Regions from separate parts of the Sus scrofa genome. Here region 2 is linked to region 1. The links are chromatin contacts, called in public Hi-C maps. All regions are on one chromosome and are shown on one strand. Each heading gives the region's core, a stretch centred on a gene start, on an enhancer-like site or on the middle of the called end of the contact. The rest is flanking DNA. Distances are from core to core; before and after follow the strand shown.

What was found. A called contact is a pair of places that touch in the nucleus more often than the background predicts.
Region 2: a contact with region 1 is called in a Hi-C map of retroperitoneal adipose tissue, with 10 times the contacts expected there. The contact joins two enhancer-like sites. A contact is called at or near these places in 2 of 47 Hi-C or Micro-C datasets (liver and retroperitoneal adipose tissue).

The regions. Positions count from the first base shown.
Region 1 is chr10:64,835,446-64,841,859 of Sscrofa11.1, forward strand. The region is part of intron 1 of PFKFB3 (6-phosphofructo-2-kinase/fructose-2,6-bisphosphatase 3); the gene reads right to left. Among named protein-coding and RNA genes, the nearest start is that of PFKFB3, 20 kb to the right of the region's middle. Within about 2 kb of position 2,641, at least 67 of the 83 cell types and tissues checked have an H3K27ac peak or open chromatin away from gene starts, as enhancers often do. A contact at or near this core is called in retroperitoneal adipose tissue, where this site is marked.
Region 2 is chr10:65,709,862-65,716,275 of Sscrofa11.1, forward strand. No RefSeq gene overlaps it. Among named protein-coding and RNA genes, the nearest start is that of AKR1E2, 20 kb to the left of the region's middle. Within about 2 kb of position 3,255, at least 1 of the 83 cell types and tissues checked has an H3K27ac peak or open chromatin away from gene starts, as enhancers often do. A contact at or near this core is called in retroperitoneal adipose tissue, where this site is marked.

The sequences.
Region 1 (6,414 bases), core at 1,391-3,890:
GGGAGCTATAGCTCTGATTTGACCCCTAGTCTGGGAACCTCCATATGCCGTGGGTGCGGCCCTAGAAAAGACAAAAAGACGATAAATAAATAAATAAATAAAGGCAGCAGAGACAAACATCAACTCAAGTGCTCGTGTCTTTTCAGAAAGCAGGAACCGAGTTCCCGTCATGGCTCAGCAGTAACAAAGCCAATGAGGATCCATGAGGATGTGGGTTTGATCCCTGGCCTTGCTCAGCGGGTTAAGGATCCAGCGTTGCCATGAGTTGTGGTGTAGGCTGAAGACATGGCTCAGACCCGGCACTGCTGTGGCTGTGGTGTCGGTCTCACCTGAAGCTCTGATTCGACCCCTAGCCTGAGAACTTCTACATGCTACAGGTGGGGCCCTAGAAAAAAAAAAAGAAAAAGAAAAGAAAAAGGAAAGAAAGCAAGCATGAAATCAAGAATCCACAAAGTGGACCTGGGACCTCGGGGGGGGGGGGGGGCCTACCTCCTCTACGCATCTTCTCCACAGGCTCAAAGTCTGAACCATGAGGCACTGAGGGCCACAGAGTGAAGCCTCCCAGCCCAGCAGGTGCCTCCCCCTGAGTTTTAGGGTGCAGCCTGGCAGGCTGGTGTGCACTCAGGTCAGAGTCACTCGCTCCCCCAGCCCCCAGCTCCTCCCTGGTTGCTCCCACTAACAGCCAGGTCTAAGCACATGGAGTAGATAAGAGAGTGGCAGATGTGACAAAAGTAACAGGGATGGAGTGGGCACAGGTAGTCGTAGAGGTCCTGATGTGGAACTTATTAAGGGACTTTGGGACATCACTGTAAGTTAATAAATTGCTCAAAAAAGCCCTCCGCACAAGGCAGGCTTGCTTGACTAGTGGAGGCGCGAGAACGGCCTCAGGTCGTGGGTGGGGGATGGGCTGAGGCCTGGATTCAGACTCAGACCAAGGGCGGGAGTTTGAGGACCACCCTGTGCGGATCTGCATACACACCTTACAGAGACCAAGGAGGAGCTGCTACTCCCAGAAAGGAAGAGGCGGGCCTTTCCGACCCCCAGGCCCCTTGAAGGATAAAGCTGTAGCCCACCAGATCCTCAGGGCAGAGCTTCCGTGCCTGCCCGCTGGCATCTCTCACAAGCGTCCTACCCTAATAATCTATTTCTTGCCCATCACTTCGTCTCTCGCTGAATCCTTCTGCGAGGGGACAGGAGGGACCTGAACTCAGTGAGTCCAGACACGGGGTGAGCGATTCTAATTTAAAACTGTGGGTTTGGAGTTCCCGGCGAGGTGCAGTGGTTAACGAATCCGACTAGGAACCATGAGGTTGCGGGTTCGGTCCCTGCCCTTGCTCAGTGGGTCAAGGTTCCGGCGTTGCCGTGAGCTGTGATGTAGGTCACAGATGCGGCTCGGATCCCGCGTTGCTGTGGCTCTGGCGTAGGCTGGTGGCTACAGCTCCGATTCGACCCCTAGCCTGGGAACCTCCATATGCCGCGGGAGCGGCCCAAGAAATGGCAAAAAGAAAAAAAAAAAAAAAAAAAAAAAACAACAAAAAACAAAACTGTGGGTTTAAGTCCCAATCTGTGTCCTGGCTGGGTTCAGACGTCTGTGCTGTCAGTTTCAAAAGGGGCAGGAAGCAGGAACAACGGTGGGGGCAGTTGGATACTGTGATCGCCTGTGTTGGACTCAAAGTGAAGACTGTTTTAACAAGTGTGGCGGGACAATGGATCAGAGGTGTGCCCCTGCTGGAAAAGCGGACTTGCTGATGAGCTGGTGAGCCACCTTCTTCTCAGGGAGCCCTGGCATCCTTGTCCAGCCCAGGACAACCTCCCCCTTCGTCCGAGGTAGAGAGTAGGTGACACAGTTAGCAGGGCCTGATGAGTCTTCTAGTTCAGGGCACCCTATCAGAGCAGAAGCTCTGTGGCACTGACATTACCCCCACTCTGCTAAGACGGATGCATCACGAAAAGGCAAAGGCTAGGGGAGCCTGGCAGATCAGGGCCTGCATCTTGGCTCCACCATTTTTCTTCTGATATGGAAACGCCTCGCTGTACCAGATTCCTGGAGAAAACTCCAACAACGTTCTTTCGTGCCCCTTCTCTGTAATTGACCTGAAATTCCCCTCTCGTAAACATCTCTGTTCTGTCCCTCTGCCCCTCAGGCAGTACGAGCCCAGTGCAATCTCTTGTTCACCTGAGAGCCCTTCACATATTTCTATCTGGGCTCAGGTGAGCCTGGGGCCTGTCCTGAGTAGGCTAAACACCCCAGTTCTTCAACCCCTCCTCACATGACGTGGTTTCCAGACCCTCCACTAGCTGAGTCACTCTCTGAAGGTTAACTCCATACCCCCTTAAGGAAGGGCCAGGCATGACCAGGATCCCGGTTCATTCTAGGCCCTGGAGGAGGGAAGCGGAGTTTCGCAGCTCGGCACCTGGGGAACCTAGGGGCCGGGAGAGCTTTCATGCAAGAGGTGCCGGCAGTTTCCGGGGTTCACTGAGCGCCCCCCCACCCACCCTCGGGATGCGTTTCCCCAGGGCGGCTGTGCGGGCTGTTTACATACTGTTAAAGGGAACATCACGTCCAGCACCAGCGGGTCTGGTACCTCTCTGCCAGGCAGGAAAAAACAACGCCAGGCACTTGCACTGTTTACCTCCGCTAGATAAAAACACAGCATGCGCTAACGCAGCCTCCCACTCTTTCGCCTGCCTCCCGGCTCCCCCTCCCTTTCAGCGGCGCGCATGCCGCCCCGCCCTGGATTCGGCGAGCCACCTGCCGGCCTATTTCCTCGGGCGGTTTGACAACCCACGGCCGCTCCCAGGCCTTCTCGGAAAAACCCCCTGGCCGGAAAGGGAAACGAGGCCGCGGGGAGGGGAAACGCGAAGCCAGCCCTGGGCGCCCGCCGGCAGCGCGGGATGCACGCCGCGCCCACGTGCAGCACCCGCGCCGCGGGGCAGGCTGGGGTGGCGCCACGTGAACGCGGCGTGCAGCGCGGTGGGGCGGGGCGGGGCGCGCGCTGACCAGCCCGTGCGCCGCGCCTGCAGCCAATCCGCGCGCCGGCCCGCCCGCCCGGCCCCGCCCCTGCCAGGCCCCGCCCTCCCTGGGCCGCCGCCGCCGCGTGTCCCGGAGTGACCTCTCCCCGGAGGCCCGGCGCAGCTGAACTCGCGCCGGACAGCAGCCCCCGGCGGGCGAGGCGGTGGCTGGCGGCTGGGGCAGGGCGGCGAGCACCTGCAGGCTCCTCCCGGGCCTCCCCGCCGGGAGACGCCGCAGAGACCCGCCCTCCGCCTGGCCCTCCTTATCCCACGACCCCGGCCACCTCCATCCCCAGAGTCAGGGGCCGGGAGGTGTGTCCTGGGCGGCGGAATAGCCGCCCCAAAATATGCCTCTTGGCATAAGGGTTATTTTGAGCTGGTTATTTTTGCGAAACTGCGGACCCGGGAGAAGCTTCGAAAACAGAGAGGCTACCCTTTTGTAAGGGAAATTTACATTAGAAAGGGAGCCTGTTCCTCACCTTAGAGACTTGGCTGTAGGGCGGGGTCGACACCACACTTTGTTAATGACACCTTTCCTCTGCCACCTCCTAGTGAATTGCTTTCCTCCCCTGGGAAGGCCCCAGACCCCTTCCCTGTGCTTAGCTCAGGAGGGTGTATAAGCCTCAGCTGCCCGGCAGCCTTTTCACGTCCCCAGATAGGGATCTTTGTGGGTTTAAGACCTAGAAGGGGAGAGGGAAAATCATCTTTCCTCTCCTTTCGGTTTGTACGAGGGAAACGTTGACATCCAGTCCACATAGGCTTTTATTCCTCCGTCTTCACTGCCCTCTGCCACCTTCTGCTTTGAGATTACCTAGGATATTACCATAACTCTTAAATAATTAAAACTAAATATTTTAAATTATGTTATACATATTTTAAATATTTACAACTAAACATTTTATAGTCGTTATAAATATTTTAAAATTATACACCAGGAGTTCCTGAAAACTAATCTAGGTTTGCTATTTCATTATTCACTCCTCTTCCTTGTATCTTATAACGGTAATTCTTTATTTCCTCTGGGCTTCCTGCTATTCTGTCAGATAACCTCCCTCATCCATGGTCCCCCTTCACTCCCAGGCCCCCACCCTGCCCGAGGCTCCAGGGTGGTAACTTTTCTGAATCTTTGCCCTCCTAAAGGTATCCATTTTACTCTCGTTTCACTGGCAGATTATATACTAAGTACAGGATTCCAAGGGGAAAATATTTCTTCATTTTCTCCTAATGTCTGCTTTTGCCGAGAGCTCAGCTGCAACACTGAGACCCCCTCACCCGTGTAGTTGACTCACTAAAAGCCACCGGTTCAGCTCAGTTCAGCTAAATCTACGTCTGCTGGGCAGTCCACCAATCTTTCTTTTTTCTTTCTTCCAACCATCCAAGTTTCAGACGCCAGGCGCTCTAGCTCAGTGCTCCAAGGACATCAGTGGGTAAACACATCACCTGTGGATCTTGGGGAACTGGGGTTCTGTTCTAGTCACGCCAGGGTGAGGCGTGGTCTGCATCTCTAACAAGCCCCCCGGTCAGGGCCATGGGGACCACGCCCTGAAGCAAGGCTGCAGCTGCCGCCTCTTCATGACACTTTGACCTCAGCTGTGATCATTCATCAGCCCTACACGTCTGACTCTGTGTCCTGTGTCCGCTGCGCACTCTGTGTCTTGATGGTTCATACATGTTACACTTGCGGTTTCTCTTCTGATGCTGGTTTTCCTCACATATTTTTTTTTCTTTTCCTTTCTCCTCCTTTTTAGGTGCTGCCTGTGGCTTATCTGCTCCTGTGACTGGGGATGAGGACAAGCCTGCTGCTCAGAGGGGCTGGCAGGCATGGGGGTTCTACACCTCGTGCCCCAAATGTTTACCTTCAAAAACCCTCCTTGTTATTTGCAAAGGCGTATACAGGCGTTGTGAAACGACTGGCAAATACAGAAAGAACATAAAGTATTTGCTAATTTTGTTTTCTCCGGACCCCCAGCTATGCAGATGTTTTTTTTTAAGGCCCCAGAAGACGTGAGATCAGCCCCCGGTTGTGCACTGGATTTATGATCGACGCACTGCCATCGCTCGTGGGGAACCAGACAGTCATCCCGAGGGACTTTGTTTTCTAAATTAATCATACCAGGAAAAAGGAGATTCAAGATTTTTTTTTTTTAAATTCCCAGAAACACCATAAATATAGCACGGGGGGAAGGAAAGGAATAGCTCTCCGGCCCTGGACAGGAAGGAGAGAGGGAAGGGTGGATTTATGATTTTTATTTGTCTTTTGAGGGCCACACCTGCAGCATAATGGAGGTTCCCAGGCTCGGGGGTGAATGGGAGCTGCAGCTGCCAGCCTACAGCACAGCCACGGCAACACAGGATCCTTTACCCGCTGAACGAGGCCAGGGATCGAATGTGTATCTTCGTGGATACTAGTCAGGTTCTTAAGCCACTGAGCCACAAAGGGCACTCCCAGAGGAGCCACTTTATAACTGACTTTGAGGAGAGCAGATTCTGCCATTTCTGTTGCGGATCAAAGAACACGGTGGACGTTGATTACGAGGAAGTTCAGTGAGTCACAGAAAAGGTCTCTTGAAACCTAGGCCTCCTTCTGGCCAGTTCTGCTGTCATTGAAGCATCTAGTGTCTCCTCTGTCGCAGGAGGCCAGCGAGGCCTGTCCTGTCCGTTTGTCCCACAGACCCTGCAGTGGTTCTCGAACTTTCAGGAGGAGGCGTCCCCTTGGTGGCTCAGGAGTAACGAACCCGACTAGGATCCATGAGGATGAGGGTTGGATCCCTGTCCTCACTCAGGGGGTTATGGACCCAGCATTGCCGTGAGCTGTGGTGTAAACTGCAGATGTGGGCTTGGGAACTTCCGTGGGCTCTGGGTACGGCCCTGAACAGACAAAATAATAACAGTTGAAATGAAAAAAATGAAAAAGAAGCATTTGCCTTGTTAGAAGGTGAGCCGTGAAGGAGCGAGGCAATGGAGACCAAACCTCGAGGCGACACCCCAAAAGAAGGCATCAGAGCTGATTTAGAGCCATCGGAGTCAGCAACACCCGAGACCTCGAGGCTGGGAGCTCCCAAGCCGGGCAGCTGCAACGCCCAGTGACTCTGGAAAAGTTGCCAACCTTCCAGGCTTCTGTTCCTTCCTCGGCAGTCAGGCTCCCCACAGTATACCTTCCCTGCTGTCGCTGTAAGGGATGGGAGGAGAGTCTAATGCAGTGTAAAACTGTAGTCAAGAATACAGACATTGGGAGTTCCCATCGTGGCGCAGTGGAAACAAATCCAACTAGGAACCATGAGGTTGCGGGTTCAATCCCTGGCCTCGCTCAGTGGGTCAAAGATCCAGTTTTGACGTGAGCTGTGGTATAGTTTGCAGAAGTGGCTCAGATCTTGTGTGGCTGTGGCTGTTGCGTAGGCCAGC
Region 2 (6,414 bases), core at 2,005-4,504, 880 kb after region 1:
ACACTTTCCAACTCATTTTATGAGGCCCACAGTGCTGGAAAGTCCAAATCAAAGACACAGCAAACAACAACAAGAAAGCCTACAGACTAATTTCCTTCTGAATATAAACACAAGTACTGTTAAAAAATATAAGCAAGTGGAACCCAGCAATATGTAAAAATGGCAAAATGTGGGGTTTATTCTGGAAATGGAAGGCCGGTTTAATATTCAGAAATCAATGTAATTTGCCATAAAAATAGATTAAAGAAGGAAAAGCATACGGTCATTATCTGCAGAAAATATATTTGACATAGTTCAATTTTATTCACTCAGTAAAAGAAATCTACCTCAACCTGATGAAATAGATCTATAAAATACCTACAGCTCACATATATTTATTAGCAAAAGTCTAAAAGCTCTCTTCCAAAAATCAGGAATGGGACAGTAATGATGTTCCCATAACTACTTCTATCGGCCATTCTGGGTAGTGCCATGTGGAAGACAAAAAAATAAAAGGAATACAGCCTGCAAAAGAAAAGTGAAACTCTCTATTCACAGCTTAACCCACTAAGCAGAAAATCCCAAAGGAATGTACAGAATAAGCTACTAGAACAAACACATGAATAATACAGCAAATCAATATTTAAAAAGCAACAGCATGCCTACGTGATAGCAATGAACAATTGTTGAAATTTAAAAGTAGACCATTTTCAGTAGCACCATAAAACATGAAATACTTAAGTTTCCATCTAACGATGTGGGCCTGATCTGTATGTCAAAACCACAAAACACTTACGAGTGAAACACTGAAAGGAAACTTTCTAAAACACAGAGGTTTGATCTGTTCGGAAAAGAGGAAACTGAATAGGTGATCACGCCAATTCTCCCCAAATCAATATAGAAACTTAGCACAATCTGAGTCAAAATCACACGGGATTTTTCATAAGAATTGGCAAGATATTTCTAAAACTTTAATGGCAATTCGAAGGAACTGAATAGCCCAAACCATTTTGGAAAAGGAGAGAAAAATTTGGAGGGCTGACAATTCCAGGCTCCAAACCTTCTGATAAGGTTTCAGTAGACAGTGTGTTATCAGCTAAAGGATGGACTCATGAATCAGAGGAACTGAGAAGAATACAGAAATGGACCTGCTAAATATTGCAAATTGATTGATTTTCTGCAAAGTAGCAAAGGTAATTTCATCCAAGAATAGTCTCAATAGATGGTTCTGGGGGCATCCATGCACAAAAACAGTGATCTTTGGCCCACACTTTGCAATGTATGCACGAGTTAACTCAAAATGCATCTTAGACCTAAATGTTACAACGCATCAAATGTCAGGAGTTCCTGTGTGGTCAGTGGGTTAAGAACCCAACATAGTGTCCATGAGGATGCAGGTTCAATCCCTGGCTTCACTTGGTGGGTCAAGGATTCAGCATTGCCACCAGCTGCAGCACAGCTCACAGATGAGGCTTGATTCTGGTGTTGCTGTGGCTGTGGTGTAGGCAGGCACCTGCAGCTCCAATTGGACCCCCAGCCTGGGAACTCCCATGTGCTGCAGGTGCGGCCCTCAATAGAAAAAGAATTCTAGGAGTAAAAAAAGGAGAAAAACGTTGTGACCTTGAGTTTAGGAGAGATTTCTTGGATGGAACACCAAGAGAACACCCTTCAACGAAGAAGCAGAAAAAAACTCCCGAGTTTTTTCTGAAAGGCACTGTTAAGGAAAAGACAAGCCATAAACTAAGAGAAACTTATATAGAAACGTATTTAATAAGTCTTTAGAATTCAGAATATAGAACTATTTTCAAAATCCAGTGGTGAAAGAGCAGAAGCAGGTAAAAACGAGGCAAAAGATTTGAACAGACACTTCACCAAATAAGATATATGAATAGCAAACAAGCACATGAAAAGATGCTCAAGATCTTTAAGGATGAGAGAAATTCAGATTAAACCACAACGAATTACCACAACATAGGCACAACAACAATAAAAACCAGAACTGAGGCATTCCCATCGTGGCTCAGTGGTTAACAAATCCAACTATAGGAACCATGAGATCAAACCATGCAGGTTTGATCCTTGGCCTTGCTCAGTGAGTTAAAGATCCGGCGTTGCCGTGAGCTGTGGTGTAGGTTGCAGGCGTGGCTCGGATCCTGCGTTGCTGTGGCTGTGGCCTAGGCCGGTGGCTACAGCTCAGATTCAACCCCTAGCCTGGGTTCCCAGACCTCCATTTGCAGTGGGAGTGGCCCAAGAAATGGCAAAAAGACTAAAAAAAAAAAAAAAAAAAAAACAAAGAACCAGAACTGAGCAAATGAAACTCTCATCCACACTGCTGCTTGGGAATGCAAATCGTTCCTTCTGGCTGTATTTGTAACTCCTCAAACTTGAAACACATAAAGGGACATTCTTAGCATCGTCACAGTTATCCACTATTCATCTTTAGTTTACTAGGGATCCCTTAACAATAAACACATAACAAATAATGACCAAAAAGGATTTTGAACGTTATAAACTGAGGTTATCAGATTCTGAGGATTAACAATAATGAACATGTCGGCACATTTTTTTTCCACCTCTGCCCCATCTCATCCTTTTAAAAATCAAAATTTATGTTAATCCAGGTACTTGATTCCTTCAGCACAACCTCACGTGATAAACTCCAGGAAAACTTTAAAACACTTACAAAGAGCATGATTGCAGTTCTTGCGTGCTCTTTCAGCAGAGCTAAATTCAGCACATAATTATTTTCTTTAAAAATTCAGTTGGCTCAACATATTTTCAAAGGAGGAAATTCCGAGGCTTTGAAAAACACATCTGTGTTACAGAGAACATATTTTCTAAGCAGGAAAAGTCTATCTGACTCTGCAAAATATCACATTTTCAATCGCATGTTTTGGAGTTATCTCTGTCCAAAGGCTTTTTTTTCCCCTTCAGTCTGAATGATTTAGAAATGTGGGCAAGTCATGGTTGTGTCAGAAGCTTAGCCAAACAATCATGAAAACTGAACGCGAAATTCAATGATTTTCTTAGAGCAACATTTTCTCGTGCTTTTTAAAGTAAGCCCTGCGTTTGCAGGGTGTTGAGGATTTGAGCTGCAGATGACCGTGTCTTTTCAAACAGGAAGTGAGAGCTTCTGCCAGGGCTCCTTAAAGATACGCTTGATAATTATTGTTAGATCATAAGATGAAAGAGGCAGGAGGGCCAAGACTTCCAGCGAGTTCTATTGACCAACAGACAGGCCAGGAGCGCTGAGAGAGAACGCAGCCTCCCCGCTGCTTTGGGAGCAGTTAGTTATATAGGAAATGGGGTAGCTTCTATTTCTAGCCCAGCTTTGTTCTTGGGCTAGGTCAGTATTCAAGGGTTAGGGGGAGCCAATCTCTTAGGAAGGTGGATAGTGGTTTAGGGGTGGGGGGAAGTTGTAAAGAAACATCCCGTGACAGGTGACTTTAGCTGGTCTCCAAGGCAGCCCACGGGTAGGGGAGGGATCAGCCTTCTAGATTGTAAGTCTGATTAGAGTTTGGGTGTCGCCTAGCAAGTCAGGTCCGATGGCCCCCCTAAGAATTATGTCTCTATTTTTTTGAGGTCAAAGGACAACTGGTCTTTTTACATATGTATTGATCTCTATATCTCATTAAAAATCCACAATAATGTGAAAACGAATAAAAACATTGGGTGAATGTTAAGGGCATTTTACGCTAAGTGAGGCTCATTCTTAAAACCATTGCCGATTCTCAGGCCAAAAAGAGCTGTGATTTGTTTGTTGCTGTTTGTTGGTTATGCTGGGCTTTTTTGTTTGTTCGTTTATCCTATTAAGCTTCCAAGTTGTACTAGATGACATCTGAGAAGCTGCACTAAGATTTTGAATATCACTCTTTTAATTACAGGTAAAGCACCATTTCGGGGTTTTTGTTGCTTTTGTTGAAATTTAGTTAGCGTACAATTACTCTGTGGTTAAAGGATGCTGTTTTGCACTATTTGTAGCTGGAGATGCAGGAGAACTCCCTGAGCTATGGCTACTTCCACACAGGATTGGAGGTAATTAACTCTCTGTGGCTGCTACTACCATTGACTCTATCTTTCTTTTCCTGGTGGCTCTTCTCCCAAACCTGTACAGCCCTCCCTCTGCAGCCTCCCCCTTCGCCATAAGCCCTTAAAAATAACCATAATATGAGAACATCCGTCTGAGATAGGATTATAACCGCCTTTGGGGGCTAACAACTCGAGGCATTGAAAGGCTGGGCTAATTACCCCAAGTCACAGAGCCCGTGAGTGATGGAGATGGGACTGGGCCTCAGACCATCTGACTCCAGAATCTGGGTGCCGGTCTGTACAAGACACCTCCAGATTTTCCCAAGTGATTCATCATGAAACCTCACCCCAGAGATGTTCACGAACTGCTGTGAGTTTCCCGTTACTGAAAAAAAAAAAAAAAAAAAAAGTTAGGGCATCTTAATTTTCCTTGACAAGAGCTAACACATCCCACTCCAATCCAGCCAAAATGCTTCCCTGTCACAGAGTTTTTGTGAACATTTTGGAGTCTAGCTTTGGTTCAATTTTTTTCTTTTCTTTTTTTTTTTGTTGCTGCACCTGTGGCATGTGGAAGTTCCCAGGCCAGGAATCGAATCCACGCTCCAGCAGCGACCCAAGCTGCTGCAGTGCCAATGCTGATCCTTAACCAGTTGTGCCACCAAGGAACTGCCATCAAATTATTCTTTTGTCTTGAGTTTGCTCTTCCTGCTTGGCCTAATTACATGACCATTTTTCTTCAGAACTTAATGAAGGATCAGCCTTTCCTCCATTCCATCTCCCTAGTATTCCTCTCACCAAAAATCACATCTTCTGACCTCTTAAGAGCACGTTATCCCACTGACTTCAAGGAATCAAATAAAAGCTGCATGGATTGTCATCTACCAGCAAAAGCACAGTGCCGGGTGCATTCAGAACTGTAAGCTGGTGTGAAACAGGGTTCTTGCACTTGGTGAATTCATATATATGGAATTATATTATAACATATATAATTATATATATATATGGAATTGATATATGTGTGAATTTTTTTTTCCTGTCTTTTTAGGACCACACCGTGTCATACGGAGGTTCCCAGGCTAGGGGTCAAATCAGAGCTACAGCTGCCGGCCTACACCACAGCCGCAGCAATGCAGGATCCAAGCCATGTCTGCTACAGCTCATGGCAACAATAGATCCTTAACCCACTGAGCGAGGCCAGGGATCGAACCCGCAACCTCATGGCTCCTAGTTGTGCCACGACGGGAACTCCATAAGTGTGAATTTTTAAAAATAGTTTTTAAAACCACAACTGCGAATGCTCAGATGCTACCAAAGGAGCTGGCCCTACAGACATGAATTAGGACGACAGTATCCATAAAGGCATGAAGAAGAGCAGTAACTTGTGTCTGACCTGCGCAGGAGGCTTCATGGAGGCGAGAGATGAAGCTGTAAAAATAAATCTCGCATTCCTTTGGGGCCAAAGTGGAATCTAGGAATGGAAAGGGTGGATTAAAGCCACATAGACGGTGCTTTGAGTTCTCAGTGACTGCGCTCACCTCAAGTTCTCAGACTGTGCTCTGATAGGGACGGAGTTGGCGCAGGTGGCTGGGGACGTCCCAACAAAGGATCGTAGCGAGAGAGGGAAACCTAGGGGATGTTGGGAGGTCACAGTAAGGTAATAAACTGCCCCCAAAGCCATCAGCACAAGGCAGCCTTGCCCGACTAGACTAGTGGAGGCATGAGAATTGCCTCAGGTTGTTGGGTGGGGGGTGGGATGAGGCCTGGATTCAGATTCAGACCAAGGGCGGGAGTTTGAGGACCATCCTTCTGCTGATTTGCATACACACCTTACCAGATACCAAGGAGGAGCTGCTACTCCCAGAAAGGAAGAGGTGGGCCTTTCCAATCCCCACTCCCCTTGGATGATAAAACCCTAGCCCACCAGATCCTGGGGCAGAGCTTCCATGCCCGCCCACTTGCATCTCTCAGAAGCGTCCAATCCTAATGAATCTATTTCTTGCCTATCACTTTGTCTCTCGCTGATCCTTCTGCGAGGAGGCATGAAGAACCTGAACCTCAGTGAGCGATTCTAATTTAAAACCATGGGTTCAAGTCCTAACCTGGGTTTAGGCTGGGTTCGAGAACAGTGTGTGTTCCAGCTAGGTTCAGGCTGTTAGTGCTTTCAGTTTCCCTTTTGAACCTAGCAAGGGAACGATTATTTTGGAAATATTGTGCAAGAGAGACTAGACGAGGAAAATCCCAGCACTGTAAATATAGAGGATTGAGAGTTATATACCTGGTGTGTGTGTGTGTGTGCATGTGAGAGAGAGAGAGAGAGAGAGAGAGAGAGAGAGAGAGAGAGAGAGAGAGAGAGAGAGAGAGAGAGAGCACATTCAATTTTGCAGGAGCAAGATATTTGGGGGTTGA